4 separate regions of the Mus musculus genome follow, and regions 2, 3 and 4 are each linked to region 1. A link is a contact called in public HiCAR-type, HiChIP or PLAC-seq and promoter capture Hi-C data. All regions are on one chromosome and are shown on one strand. Each heading gives the region's core, a stretch centred on a gene start, on an enhancer-like site or on the middle of the called end of the contact. The rest is flanking DNA. Distances are from core to core; before and after follow the strand shown. Region 1 holds the start of Hif1a (hypoxia inducible factor 1, alpha subunit). Region 2 holds the start of Syne2 (spectrin repeat containing, nuclear envelope 2). Region 3 holds the start of Sgpp1 (sphingosine-1-phosphate phosphatase 1). Region 4 overlaps Rhoj (ras homolog family member J).

Region 1 (3,006 bases), core at 327-2,826:
GTATGTATATGTATATATATTTCCATGATTAAAAACAAAACAAAATGAAAAACAAGTAATTAGTTTTGGTCTTTTACTCTTTTTATATATACCCTGTAGCTCTTTCAGAGGTATGTTCTAGATTTCAAACAAAAATAGTGCTCAAATCTATTTATATAGTCCTAACTTCTTTTTTGAAGCCAGGGCCTTGTGCATGCTAGACCACTCCTCTACTACCGAGCTAAATCTCCAGCTGTAATCATATCTTTATGAGTATTGAGTTGCTTCATGCATTGTTTATTGTCTTATTAGACCTGGACATTATGTGTATTTCTAGAGGGCATTGTTTTTGGATTTGAATGCAATTTAAATGTACCATAGATATCTACATTATTATACAACCCAAAGTTAGATTGTAACAATGTACTAACAAGGCAAAGAAGAGATACTAAACAGTCTAGTGTCAGGTCAGTTTCAGAGACCCCAGATTCAGACTCAGTTGTGTCTATAACACGTGTGTGTGTGTGTGTGTGTGTGTGTGTGTGTGTGTGTACACACACGGGCACGAAGTGTTCCTTTGTTGGGCTTGGAATACTTTTAAAACAAACACACACCATACCCACAGACCTAACATTTATGCTTCCAAAGACCGACTAAAAATGATGGCTTTAATCCATAGCTCCCAGCATAGCCGGTGAGCAGTCCTGTCAAGGTCTGTAGGTTGAAGGACTTGTTCTTCTTTCAGTCTAAACAGTGAACTAAACTCAGTCTGAAACAATTCTTGCACCTTTTCTGCATCCATTTAAGATGATCTTTGTCAGTTTTTAAAGCAACATGAAAGCAAAATAAGTCTATTCAATGCCTTTTCCTGTCTTGTCAAATTCAGGCTTGTGCTCTCACTTATTGAAGCTGTTGTTTATTTGTAAATGCTTAAGATAGTTTATTTTTAAATGGCCCTGCAACTTCCCTCCCCTTGAGAGGTTTGGCAAGACGGATTTGTTTTATATTTTTATCTGCATTTGCTCAGTAGTCAAACTTTGGCCCAGAAAATCTTAATCACTTGGAGACTTCCCTTGTTGTGTAGCAAAGAGCGGAGACTGGAGACTGAGTGGTGTCGGTCACCTGGGAAGGAGGGACCCCACTCTAACATCAGGGGGGCTGGCTGCCAGAACGCAAAGTTGGCTTTTTTTTTTTCAACTGGAAACTCGGGCGGGATGGGCGGCGACCGGGTCCAGCCACGCAGCTAAGGAGTAAGCGAGCCTCAGAGAACTCTATAGAGAGCCGGGGCGGTGCGAGCCAGGCTCGGACCCAAGCTTGGCAGCCCACTCGCTCCAGCAGCGCCTCCCAAAGCCAGACGCAGCTTTCCATTGAAGGTGCAGAGACCCCCCCACCCCCAGACCTGGGCTCAGCCGCACCCGTCGCTCGCCCCTTTTTCTTCCCTCCCTAGCTGCACACAGACAAGCACGTGAGCGGGGCAGCTCGTCCCAGCTGGGGCTCAGCTGACCTCCTCCTGATTGGCTGAGAGCAACGTGGGCTGGGGTGGGGCCTGGCCGCCTGCGTCCTTCACCATTGGCTCTCCGGGAACCCGCCTCCGCTCAGGTGAGGCGGGCCCGCGGGCGCGCGCGTTGGGTGCTGAGCGGGCGCGCGCACCCCTCGGCTTTTCCCTCCCCTCGCCGCGCGCCCGAGCGCGCCTCCGCCCTTGCCCGCCCCCTGCCGCTGCTTCAGCGCCTCAGTGCACAGAGCCTCCTCGGCTGAGGGGACGCGAGGACTGTCCTCGCCGCCGTCGCGGGCAGTGTCTAGCCAGGCCTTGACAAGCTAGCCGGAGGAGCGCCTAGGAACCCGAGCCGGAGCTCAGCGAGCGCAGCCTGCAGCTCCCGCCTCGCCGTCCCGGGGGGCGTCCCGCCTCCCACCCCGCCTCTGGACTTGTCTCTTTCTCCGCGCGCGCGGACAGAGCCGGCGTTTAGGCCCGAGCGAGCCCGGGGGCCGCCGGCCGGGAAGACAACGCGGGCACCGATTCGCCATGGAGGGCGCCGGCGGCGAGAACGAGAAGAAAAAGTAAGCCGGGCCGCCGCGTTCCGTGGACTGGCTTTTTTTTTTTTTTTTTTTTTGTCTCCGCTCCCCTTCCGTCCCCCCCAGCCTCACGCGCCGGGCTCCCCCGCGGTCCACGTCGCCATCTTGGCGCTGGGGGTGGGAGTCGCGGGCCCTGCGCTCGGCGGGGCTGGGGTCTCCGCCCCGGACACCCGCCCCGCGCCGTCGCAGCCCAGCCTGCCCCGCGCGCCCATCCGGCCGAGCCGGCCAGGGCCGAGTACGCCTCTAGCTCCCGCGCCTTCCCTCCCCGTCCTCCGCGTTAGCCGCGAGCAGCGGGCCCCGGGCGGACCCTGTGCGCGCTGCCAGCTTCCTGGGGTCGAGGCCCTCCGAGGCCGACCCGGGGCTCCCCCGAGCCGCCTCGCTGCGCCGCGGCCGCCGTTGCCTTTGTAGGTTAGGGAGTTTCTTCTGGGGGCCCGAAGACGCTAACTTTCTAGTTTGCACGTGCGGGTTTGGTTGTAATCTGGAAAAACTTGCCTCCATCAGAGTAACGGGAATTTAGGAAAATGGCATCATTGTAAACAACTTCCAATTTCTACAAACTTGTGTTTGCATCACCTGTCAGGAGAGCCCAGACGTTATGTATCAATATGTGGCTGCCTCGTTCACTCCTGAAAATAACTTACGGATAGTTTTGGTTAAATTTAGGCCGGTAATTTCATGGAGTGGGGGCTATATATGATGAAAGCCGTCGGTTAAAATACTGAAAATTTATTGGAACACCTGAAAAGAATTGTTTCCAAAAACCATACATCTGAAGTGTGAAATCTTCCATGAGAATTCAGTGTAAGTTTATGAAACATCTTGTGGTTTGAGTCTAAGGAGAACATTTTAGAATTGAGTACAGCTAGTGGTGGTAAGATCGACCCCTGCCGCCAGCACACAATTTTGTCTACTTCGATATTTTAACCTTGAGAAAATCAGTTTAAGGAGTTGAAGGTT
Region 2 (3,006 bases), core at 321-2,820, 1.9 Mb after region 1:
GGCATATCAAGTTGCAATAAGACTAGGCACCTCCACTTGTATTAAGGCTGAATGAGACAACCCAGTAGGAGAAAAAGTGTCCCAAAAGCAGGCAAAAGAGTCAGAGTCAGCTCCTGCTCCAACTGTTAGGACTCTGACAAGCAGATCACGCTGCAAACTATAAATACATATATATATTCTACAGCATATAATTCATATATAATATGTGATAAATAATATAATTCTATATATTTATTTTGAAATATATATATTTGAAAAAATATTTTTTGAGAAAGTCTTTTGTACCCCATCGTGGTCTCAGACTTGCTATGTGGCTGAGGCAAGCCTTGATTTCCCAATCCTCCTGTCCCCACCTCCTGAGTGTTGGATTACAAGTGGGCACCATCACTTCATGTTTATATGAAGTGCTGAGGATCAAAGCTAGGCAAGCAGGCTACCCACTGAACCACACCTCGAGCTCCGCCCACCAAGCCATTACGGGATGCATAGCAAATAGTCTAAGAACTTGGAAGGTCAGAGTGAACCTAGAATACAAGAAATGCCATGCAGATATAGTACGGCGAAAAAAGACAATAAAGCATGTATTTTCACAGTTTACTTGTGTCACCTCAATACTCGCAGAGAGGAGAGTGTGGATAGAATTAAAACCTACGTTTCCCGGAAACATGGATTAGCTGAACCCACTGTCGTCAAACTTTTAATCTTCGACCCTTACCATTTAATTTGGGCCATCAGTAGCGCACTAAGCAATCCAGATAAGATTCTGCAGCTACACAATATGCATGAGGCGGGACTTGCATGAAGTTAAATTTGATTGCGATAGAAACTCAGGCCACTGCCTCTTTGTGATTTAACAGTGAAGTGATGCGTTGGTGTCTGACTTCAAGAGTCTTAATACTATAACAGCGACTCGAAACGCGAGTGGGAGTCAGGTGATGTCATCCTGAGTTCACAGGATTGAGTAATTTGCTGGAAAATCCAACTGACACCTACAGGACAGATTCCCAGGGACCCACTTTCTCCTGAATGTCGTTGTTTGAGGCGGCTCTCCTCAGCCCATCCTGCAGGCTGGCACGCGCGGGGCGGGGGGGGGGGGGACAGGGAAATAGGGTGGGGGGTGTCACTTATCTGCATTGTTAAATAAGCACCTCCTTATCTTACCTCCGTAGGTGAGGTCGAGGTCTGGGCTTCCTGACACTCTTAAGAAGCCGATGAAAAGTCCATGTTTCTCTAAGGCTCCACCTGGGTTCAAGGACCGGATCGCGGTCGGCTCGCTGATTTGTAGATCTAGGCATCCACCCACCGTGAAGAAGTGAAACCCGCCTGAAAAGTGTTCTAGGAGAGTCGGCCTCCCCTTTGTCTCCAGCTGCGGGTAGGCACGGAGGCGGAGGCTCGTGAACCTGCGTTCGGAGTTAGTTCCTCACTCCCGCCACCTGCAAGGGTCTGTAAGGCGGAGGGAAAGTTGCGGTGGCCGCAGGGAGGCGGCTCCGCCCCCAGTGCGCTGCTCCGGGCGGCGGCGAGCGCGGGACTGGGCGGGCCGGGAGGGCGCGGGGCGTGGTCTGTAGCCTCCAGTCCAGAGCGGAGCGCGCTCGGCTGCGCCGCAAGCCTTCGGCCGCACGGAAGAGCGAGCGGGAGAGCGATCGAGGGGCGCCATCGAGGCAGCGAGGCGAGGGGGGCGCGGAGTAGGTCGGGTCGAACTCCGGCCCTCGCCTCCCGGCCGGGCAGACAACGGTGAGCGCAGCCGCGGGGGGCTCCGCGCCCTAAAGCGCCCTGCGAGAGCGGGAGGGCGGGGAAGAGGCGGGCACGAGCCCTGCGGAGTCCCCAGAGCCCAGCGGGGAGCCCGGGGGGCCCACGGGAGTCTCTGGATGCCCGGCTCCCAGCTGGGCCGTGGGAAACTTCACCCGGGAGGGGACAGCGGGGCGCGCGGGGCGCTGTAAACTTAGCGGCGGGCGGGGCACCCTGGGGATCGCGGCGAGCGCCAGCGATTGGCGTTGGTGTCCCGGGCTTCTTTGTGTCACCTCCGGGCCCGGCCCGCGGGTGCACCCAGCTCGGCCCCGGGACTCCCCACTGTCCCCCTATCCCGGTCCAGGCGGGCGCGCTCGGCTGATTGTTTGCATTCCTCGCGTCACGCCTGGGCGGGAAAGATTTCGAACCGGGTGTTAGAACACTGAAGCCGCGGCGCAGAGATTGCAAAACCACGGGCGGCGGGAGGCTAGCCCCGGGGACCGGAGAACCTGCAGCCGGGGCGCACACTGTGGACAGGACGCGGGACCCTTGCGTTGGAAGAGAAGAGGCGGGCGCGGCGGCCCTGAGTCTCGGCGGGCGGAGAGGGGGCGCTGGGACCGCGGGGATTATAATTCCATTTTGATCGCTTGCGGTCTTTGTTGTCTGTACAATTGCCTTTAGGGTCTGACGGTAGCACCTGGTCCTCCTTACGGTCTCTCTCTTGAGGTCTGAAAAGATGCCCAGTGTGGGAGGGGGCCCGTGGATTGCATCCAGGGCTGCTGGCCACAGGAGCCGCTGCCTGAGATGGAGGTGGAGAAGTCCAGTGTAACACTTGCCTTTGTGGACGCGCCTTATTTCCGAAAGTTGTTTTCCCCTCCCCTAGTGGAAGGGAGCGTCGGGACGGAGTGGCAGCAGGCGCGGTTGTGCACAGGCACCATGTAGTAGCTCGAGGCAAACCGGGGAGGCTCTCAGTAACCGTGGGACTTAACAAATGTTTGAAAAGTTTTATTTGAAGCAACTCCACCTGCTTCCCTAAAAGTTTCCATCCCCCAAAGCTCTTGCTGGAGGTAATTCTGTGGCTGAGCTCGAATGTTCGGGTGGGGGCACAGTTAAGCAGACCTGGCCTCCTCGCAGCTCCCGTTCCAGTAAACGCCATCATGGGAGAAGGAGCATTCGGTTTTTATGGCCTAGGATTTTTGACGTGTTTACACGCTTCAACGCATGACTGGGGCTCCAGTTTTCTTTCTGGAAAATTCTCAAGACTTCCAAAGGCTTTCCCTG
Region 3 (3,006 bases), core at 128-2,627, 1.8 Mb after region 1:
TTCTCCAGACCAGAGACAGAAGTGAAGTGTCTTAACAGACCTGCAGTCAATCCTTTACGACGAACTCATCTAGATTCTGTTCCTTTACCTTTCGGCTTTTTTTCTTAACTGTCATTACTTTAGTGCTTGGAATGTGCCTGTGCCGAAATTATACTACTGTTTTGAAAACACTCTTTAATTTTACATTGTAAACACCATGTATTGCAGTGAAACCGGGTCTCAGTTACCAAGTGTTTCATTTTAAGTACACTGAATCACCACTGTGCATCAGACGAACTAAGTTTAAAAACTCAGTCTAAGCTCAAGGATTCAATGCACGAAAAGTGTTTCCTTGGGGGGTGGGGGTCTAAGAAACTATACCCAACTGTATTAAAATACAGTTTAGTGTTTAAGAACCGTCATCAGTTAATTTTCTAGAACTCTGACAGGACCTGCGTGGGTACTGTGAGAACCTGTGGGTTGGGGTTTTGGACGGGAAGAGGCAAATTTTTAAAAAAAGGGGAAAAAGAAAGTTCAGAAAGCACTGGAAACTCGACCGTGGAGCTGAGGGGCACAGCGTACCTGCCAGCGGCCATAGGTGAGCAGGAACATGGCGATGGGGATGGCGGTGCCTGACATGGCATGCGTGGAGGGCATGCTGTATTCCGAGTTGTAGAAGACCTCCAGCTTGATGACAGGCGGCGAGGCCGGCCGTGGCCAGCGGATGATGTCCTTGGTGCACTGGCCCAGGTACATGACCAGCACCCAGATGATCACCAGCCTCCGGCCCACAAAGGGGTCGAGATTCCAGATCCAGAAGGGGAAGAATAAGATGTAGAAGAGCTCGTTGCCCAGTTCCGTGCCTAAGCAGAACAGGTAGTAGAGCGGCAAGTTGCTCACTTTGACCAGCTCGCCCTCCTCGCCCGTCAACGAGTTGCGGCGCTGCGAGCCCGCGCGGCGGGGCCCGGTCGGGCCCGGCTCGGCCGCCAGCCCGTTGCGCACGCCGTTCGGGGCACCGCAGCAGTCCGCCTTGGCGGGGCTGTCCTCAGCGCCCGGCTGCCGTCCCCGTCGCCGGGGTTCTCCCGGGGCTCCGCGAACCTCGGTCTCTGCATCCTCGTCCGCCGCCGGGCTGCTGAGCGGCACCTCCACCCCACACAGACGCTGGAAGCTCGCCACCCGCTGCGGCTCCTGCAGACGGCTGGCCAGCAGAGCCAGCCGCTGCCCCAGGGACATGGTCGCGGGCCACTCGGGAATTGATCCGGCCACGCGCTCCTCGCCAGCCACAGCCGCCACGGTGCCTAGCTCGACTCGCTCGAGGCTGCCGGCGACCGCGCCAACAGGCCGCAGCGGCCGCCGCGCGCGCCCTGCGCCCCGCGCGCCCCTCCCCTGGCGCGCTCACGGAGGCCCGCGCCGCGCGCGCAGCCCGGAGCTGTCGCCGAAGCCCCGCCTCCCGGTGCTCCTGGTTGCTGTGCGAAGAACAGTGCGGGTCTAGGCAGGGCTGGTGACCCAGGAGCTGCCCGCGGCTTTTATTAGCCTGGAATCAATTGGGGCGTGATGAATGGAGGCAAAGTAACCGCCGCGAAACCGGAATCGTCCGACTCACGCCATTAATTAGCAACTAATTTCAGAGCTGTCTCGGATGGTTGATGTCCGGAAAGCCACGTGCCAATTGACCAGCGGTGGCAAGATTAGAAAACCGTAGATAATCCAGGACAGAGCCTGGGTATGTGATCGCTGACACAGCTGTGGTCTGCAAAGGAAAAGCCAGTCACCTACCAAGTAAAATCTGACTGTCACTCATCACATACGTCTCTTAAGCGAATTTAGGTGTAAAATTTCCTTAATAAATTCTAGCACTTAGCAAGATTGCTCAGAACACATAGTTAGTGGGAGAATGTAGCGTGGAGAATTCTGAGGGTATTTTTTGTTTTGTCTTTTATCGTTTTCTTTTTGTGAGTTTCGGGTTTGTTTTTTTGTTTGTTTGTTTTTTTGTTTTTGTTTTTGTTTTGTTGTTGTTGTTTGTTTTGTTTTGTTTTTGTTTTTGAACCAGGGTATATCATTTAGCCGAGATTGGCCTCAGCCTTGCTATGTAGTTAAGGCTAGCCCTGAACTGTTGATCCTTCTGGTGAAGCCCCCCAAGACTCGGGGTTACTGGGGCACCATGCCAGGTTTGAACTTGGAATCTGATAGGCTGAACTAGAATCTTAACAGGATTGTCTTGCAAGTCACAAACTTGACTTTAACTTCTAGATGGATCCGATTTTATTAAAAGATTTCAAAGTTTTAATTCCAGGAAGTTATTTTCAGTCAAGGCAAACGAATGTCTATAATTAAAGACTGAACTACTTCCAAGAAAGAGGCTGGAAAATGCTCCATGCTGGTAAGCCATGAGAAATAGTTTCATTTCCCAAGAAAGATTGCTTCCCAGCTCCTCCTATTCCACTTGCTGCAGTCATAAAGAGGATTGCCTCGAGTCCCTGGCCCTGGAATTGCTGAGGTTGGAAAGGTTGAGGGAGCACAGACGAATCCCAGCGCTTGGAGGCTGACATGGGAAGATTTGGAGTTTGAGGACAGCTGGGGCTTCATAACAAGATACTGTATCAAAATAAGTAAAAGCGTTTACAGCCTAGGAAAGCAGACAAGCATGAGAAAAGGAATACTGGGCCTGAAGAATGGTATACAAAGTAACCATGGTTTGCTATGGGTGTCTCTTCTTAGCCAGCAAGCAGGAAGCTCTGAGTTTGGGCCCAGCAGAACATACACAGAGTAGTGTTATTAGTTGATGTTTCTGAATAATAAAGACCATTATTAGCATTTGGCAAAAATAATCTATAATAAAACATGCTATGCTGGCCAGAAACTTGCTGTGGAGACCAAGTCTGATTTTCAAGTACTGAGCTAACAGGTGTTTGCTACAACTGAGTATTTTGTTTGTCTTGAAACCCCAGACCACCAAATTGTAGGGTTACAGGATGGACATCACACATAATTTTTTATATGTCCCCTCCACCCCTAGGGTCTAACTAT
Region 4 (3,006 bases), core at 171-2,670, 1.5 Mb after region 1:
AAGGAAGACAGGCTGGCCTCAGAAAGGGCACTTATTGGGTACATTTCTTCAGCATCTACTGTGAAATAAGTTGGATATTATCTCCTTCCACATCCTCCTCACAAACGCTCTATGATTCCACACTCTTGCTACATTGATTTAGGGGAGGGGAGGGGCATGCCACAGCACACTCCCGGAGGTCAGAAGATAATCTGTGGTAGCCAGTTCTCTCCTTCTATCACCTGGACCGGTTTTTAGTAGAAAACAAACACAGGATTTAGGGATACTTGATGGTATCCCCAAGGTTGCTCTAATGATGGAAAGCAATGGAAAGGAATCAAAGGCAGAGCGGTCTGGGGCGAACAACCCTGCTGTGACCTCATTTCATGGATGGCTAACACTTGGTGGCAGTACTTTCCTTCCGTGGAGTTGTTGACTAATTCCTTGCCAAGCTGCGGAGCCTCATGGGACACAGGTTGGCAAGCAGTAAGGCATCCACTGCTGGTCCAGGACTCACAAAGCCTTGTCTTGTACAACTGATATTGACTTCTATCTCTGACATCCCTGATGTCCTCCAGCAGAAACAGGAAAGGGAGATAAAGAGGCTCTCCAAGATAAGGACACAAGCCCTAAGCCCTGATTTTAGCATCCCTCCAGCGCTCACAGAGCAACACTGAAAATCCACCACGTTTCCACACCAACAACTGTCTCCTCCCCACTGCCCAACTGTCTTCTCCCCACCACCGCCGCTGCCACAGCCGCCACCGCTGCCGCTGCTGCCACCGCCACCACCACTACCACCACCACCATTCCACCTTAACTCAGGGAAATTCTCGTCATTTTTTTCTTTCCATTTTCTTAGCCAAAGGACTTTAGGAGCCTGATGAAGCTTTCAGAATAAACGCTGATAGGAGATCCACAACAGCCTGGGAAACACAGGGTCAACCATACAGACTCGGTTTAGACATCTCCACCAGAAAGCCTTCTCTGACCAAATGCTGGCATAGTGTATAAATGCACACATGCTCAGCCATGCTCCCAGCCTTCTGCACTACCCTGTGCATACTACACTGCTCGTGGCTACATTTTTTACTTGTTCTGCATCTGTTCTCTCTCTTTCCAATATTGAGCTCAGCCCAGGAAAGGGGGGCAGGATGCAGACTCTCCAATGCCGGCTTAATGGACCTTGCTCACACTTATCTCAGGCCTGGTGGAACTCCCTAGAGTCCCAGCTGCCAAGGAGAAAAGGAGGGGGCCAAAGGAAAAGGAACTGAGGGGAATAACTGTTCTCTAAGAAAAGGGGGGTGTGAGCTGGGCTAGCAGGACTCTAGTGACAAAGGTCACAGCCACTGCTTAGGAATATTTGCAGTATTCAGTATGGCCTCTGGGATGGTTCGGCTTCTAAGGCTTGCCTGCTCTTGGTCCTGGGCCTGTGGGTCACAGAACAGTGTGCAGGATCTCATGAACAGCAGCCCTGACCTCCATGAACCCAGCTCACTGGAGGCAGGAAATTCCATGTTGTAATAACTGGAGTTCTTCCATTCATTCTTGATCCATGACTAGGTAAGCAACTGGTCTTTAAAGAACCCATTTCCACAGTGAAACTAACAGAAGTTATGAAACAAATGGATTTATCAGATATCTACAGAAAATTTTATCCTAAAACAAAAGGATATACCTTCTTCTCAGCATCTCATGGTACCTTCTCCAAAATTGACCATATAATTGGTCACAGAACAGGCCTCAACAGAAACAAAAATATTGAAATTGTCCCATGCATCCTATCAGATCACCATGGACTAAGGCTGATCTTCAATAACAACATAAATAGTAGAAAGCCAACATTCACGTGGAAACTGAACAACGCTCTTCTCAATGATACCTTGGTCAAGGAAGGAATAAAGAAAGAAATTAAAGACTTTTTAGATTTAATGAAAATGAAGCCACAACATACTCAAACTTATGGGACACAATGAAAGCATTTCTAAGAGGGAAAGTCATAGCTCTGAGTGCCTCAAAAAGAAGCTAGAGAGAGCACACACTAGCAGCTTGACAACACACCTAAAAGCTCTAGAAAAAAGGAAGCAAATTCACCCAAGAGGAGTAGACGGCAGGAAATAATCAAACTCAGGGGTGAAATCAACCAAGTGGAAACAAGAAGGACTATTCAAAGAATCAACCAAACGAGGAGCTGGTTCTTTGAGAAAATCAACAAGATAGATAAACCCTTAGCCAGACTCACTAGAGGGCACAGGGAAAGCATCCTAATTAACAAAATCAGAAATGAAAAGGAAGACAAAACAATAGATCCTGAAGAAATCCAAAACACCATCAGATCCTTCTACAAAAGGCTATACTCAACAAAACTGGAAAACCTGGATGAAATGGACAAATTTCTAGACAGATACCAGGTACCAAAGTTAAATCAGGACCAGGTTAATGATCTAAACAGTCCTATATCCCCTAAAGAAATAGAAGCAGTCATTAATAGTTTCCCAACCAAAAAAAGCCCAGGACCAGATGGGTTTAGTGCAGAGTTCTATCAGACCTTCAAAGAAGATCTAATTCCAGTTCTGCACAAACTATTCCACAAAATAGAAGCAGAAGGTACCCTACCCAATTCATCCTATGAAGCCACAATTACTCTGATACCTAAACCACAGAAAGACCCAACAAAGATAGAGAACTTCAGACCAATTTCCCTTATGAATATCGATGCAAAAATACTCAATAAAATTCTCGCTAACCGAATCCAAGAACACATCAAAACAATCATCCATCCTGACCAAGTAGATTTCATTCCAGGGATGCAGGGATGGTTTAATATATAGAAATCCATCAACGTAATCAATTATATAAACAAACTCAAAGACAAAAACCACATGATCATCTCCTTAGGTTCAGAGAAAGCATTTGAAAAAATACAACACCCATTCATGATAAAAGTCTTGGAAAGATCAGGAATTCAAGGCCCGTAACTAAACATGATAAAAGCAATCTACAGCAAACCAGTAGCCAACATCAAAG

What was found. Promoter capture Hi-C pulls out the DNA fragments that hold promoters and counts their contacts. HiCAR-type assays count read pairs that join an accessible place to other places. HiChIP or PLAC-seq counts read pairs in DNA pulled down with a chosen protein or histone mark.
Region 2: a HiCAR-type map of astrocytes shows a contact between it and region 1, with 4 times the contacts expected there. The contact joins the promoter of Syne2 here to the promoter of Hif1a in region 1. A contact is called at or near these places in 3 of 39 promoter capture datasets (cranial neural crest, hippocampal neurons and pre-B cells) and 2 of 115 datasets of contacts at active chromatin or transcription factors (astrocytes and pancreatic cancer cells).
Region 3: an H3K4me3 HiChIP or PLAC-seq map of stem cell-derived neural progenitor cells shows a contact between it and region 1, with 5 times the contacts expected there. The contact joins the promoter of Sgpp1 here to the promoter of Hif1a in region 1. A contact is called at or near these places in 4 of 39 promoter capture datasets (the 3T3-L1 cell line, cranial neural crest, hippocampal neurons and 1 more) and 2 of 115 datasets of contacts at active chromatin or transcription factors (large pre-B cells and stem cell-derived neural progenitor cells).
Region 4: a contact with region 1 is called in a promoter capture Hi-C map of the 3T3-L1 cell line, with 2.8 times the contacts expected there. The contact joins the enhancer-like site here to the promoter of Hif1a in region 1. A contact is called at or near these places in 5 of 39 promoter capture datasets (the 3T3-L1 cell line, cranial neural crest, embryonic stem cells and 1 more).

The regions. Positions count from the first base shown.
Region 1 is chr12:73,906,291-73,909,296 of GRCm38.p6, forward strand. It overlaps Hif1a (hypoxia inducible factor 1, alpha subunit), which reads left to right and starts at 1,577. Exons shown (of 15, transcript NM_010431.2): 1 at 1,577-2,034. The coding sequence starts at 2,000.
Region 2 is chr12:75,816,748-75,819,753 of GRCm38.p6, forward strand. It overlaps Syne2 (spectrin repeat containing, nuclear envelope 2), which reads left to right and starts at 1,571. Exons shown (of 116, transcript NM_001005510.2): 1 at 1,571-1,731. It overlaps Gm40447 (collagen alpha-1(II) chain-like), which reads right to left and starts at 2,881. Exons shown (of 7, transcript XM_011244246.1): 1 at 2,750-2,881; 2 at 1,162-2,604. The coding sequence starts at 2,881. The coding sequence ends at 1,336.
Region 3 is chr12:75,734,352-75,737,357 of GRCm38.p6, forward strand. Sgpp1 (sphingosine-1-phosphate phosphatase 1) reads right to left here and starts at 1,378. Exons shown (of 3, transcript NM_030750.3): 1 at 562-1,378. The coding sequence starts at 1,212.
Region 4 is chr12:75,368,326-75,371,331 of GRCm38.p6, forward strand. The region is part of intron 1 of Rhoj (ras homolog family member J); the gene reads left to right. Among named protein-coding and RNA genes, the nearest start is that of Gm34613, 46 kb to the right of the region's middle. Within about 2 kb of position 1,421, at least 33 of the 459 cell types and tissues checked have an H3K27ac peak or open chromatin away from gene starts, as enhancers often do.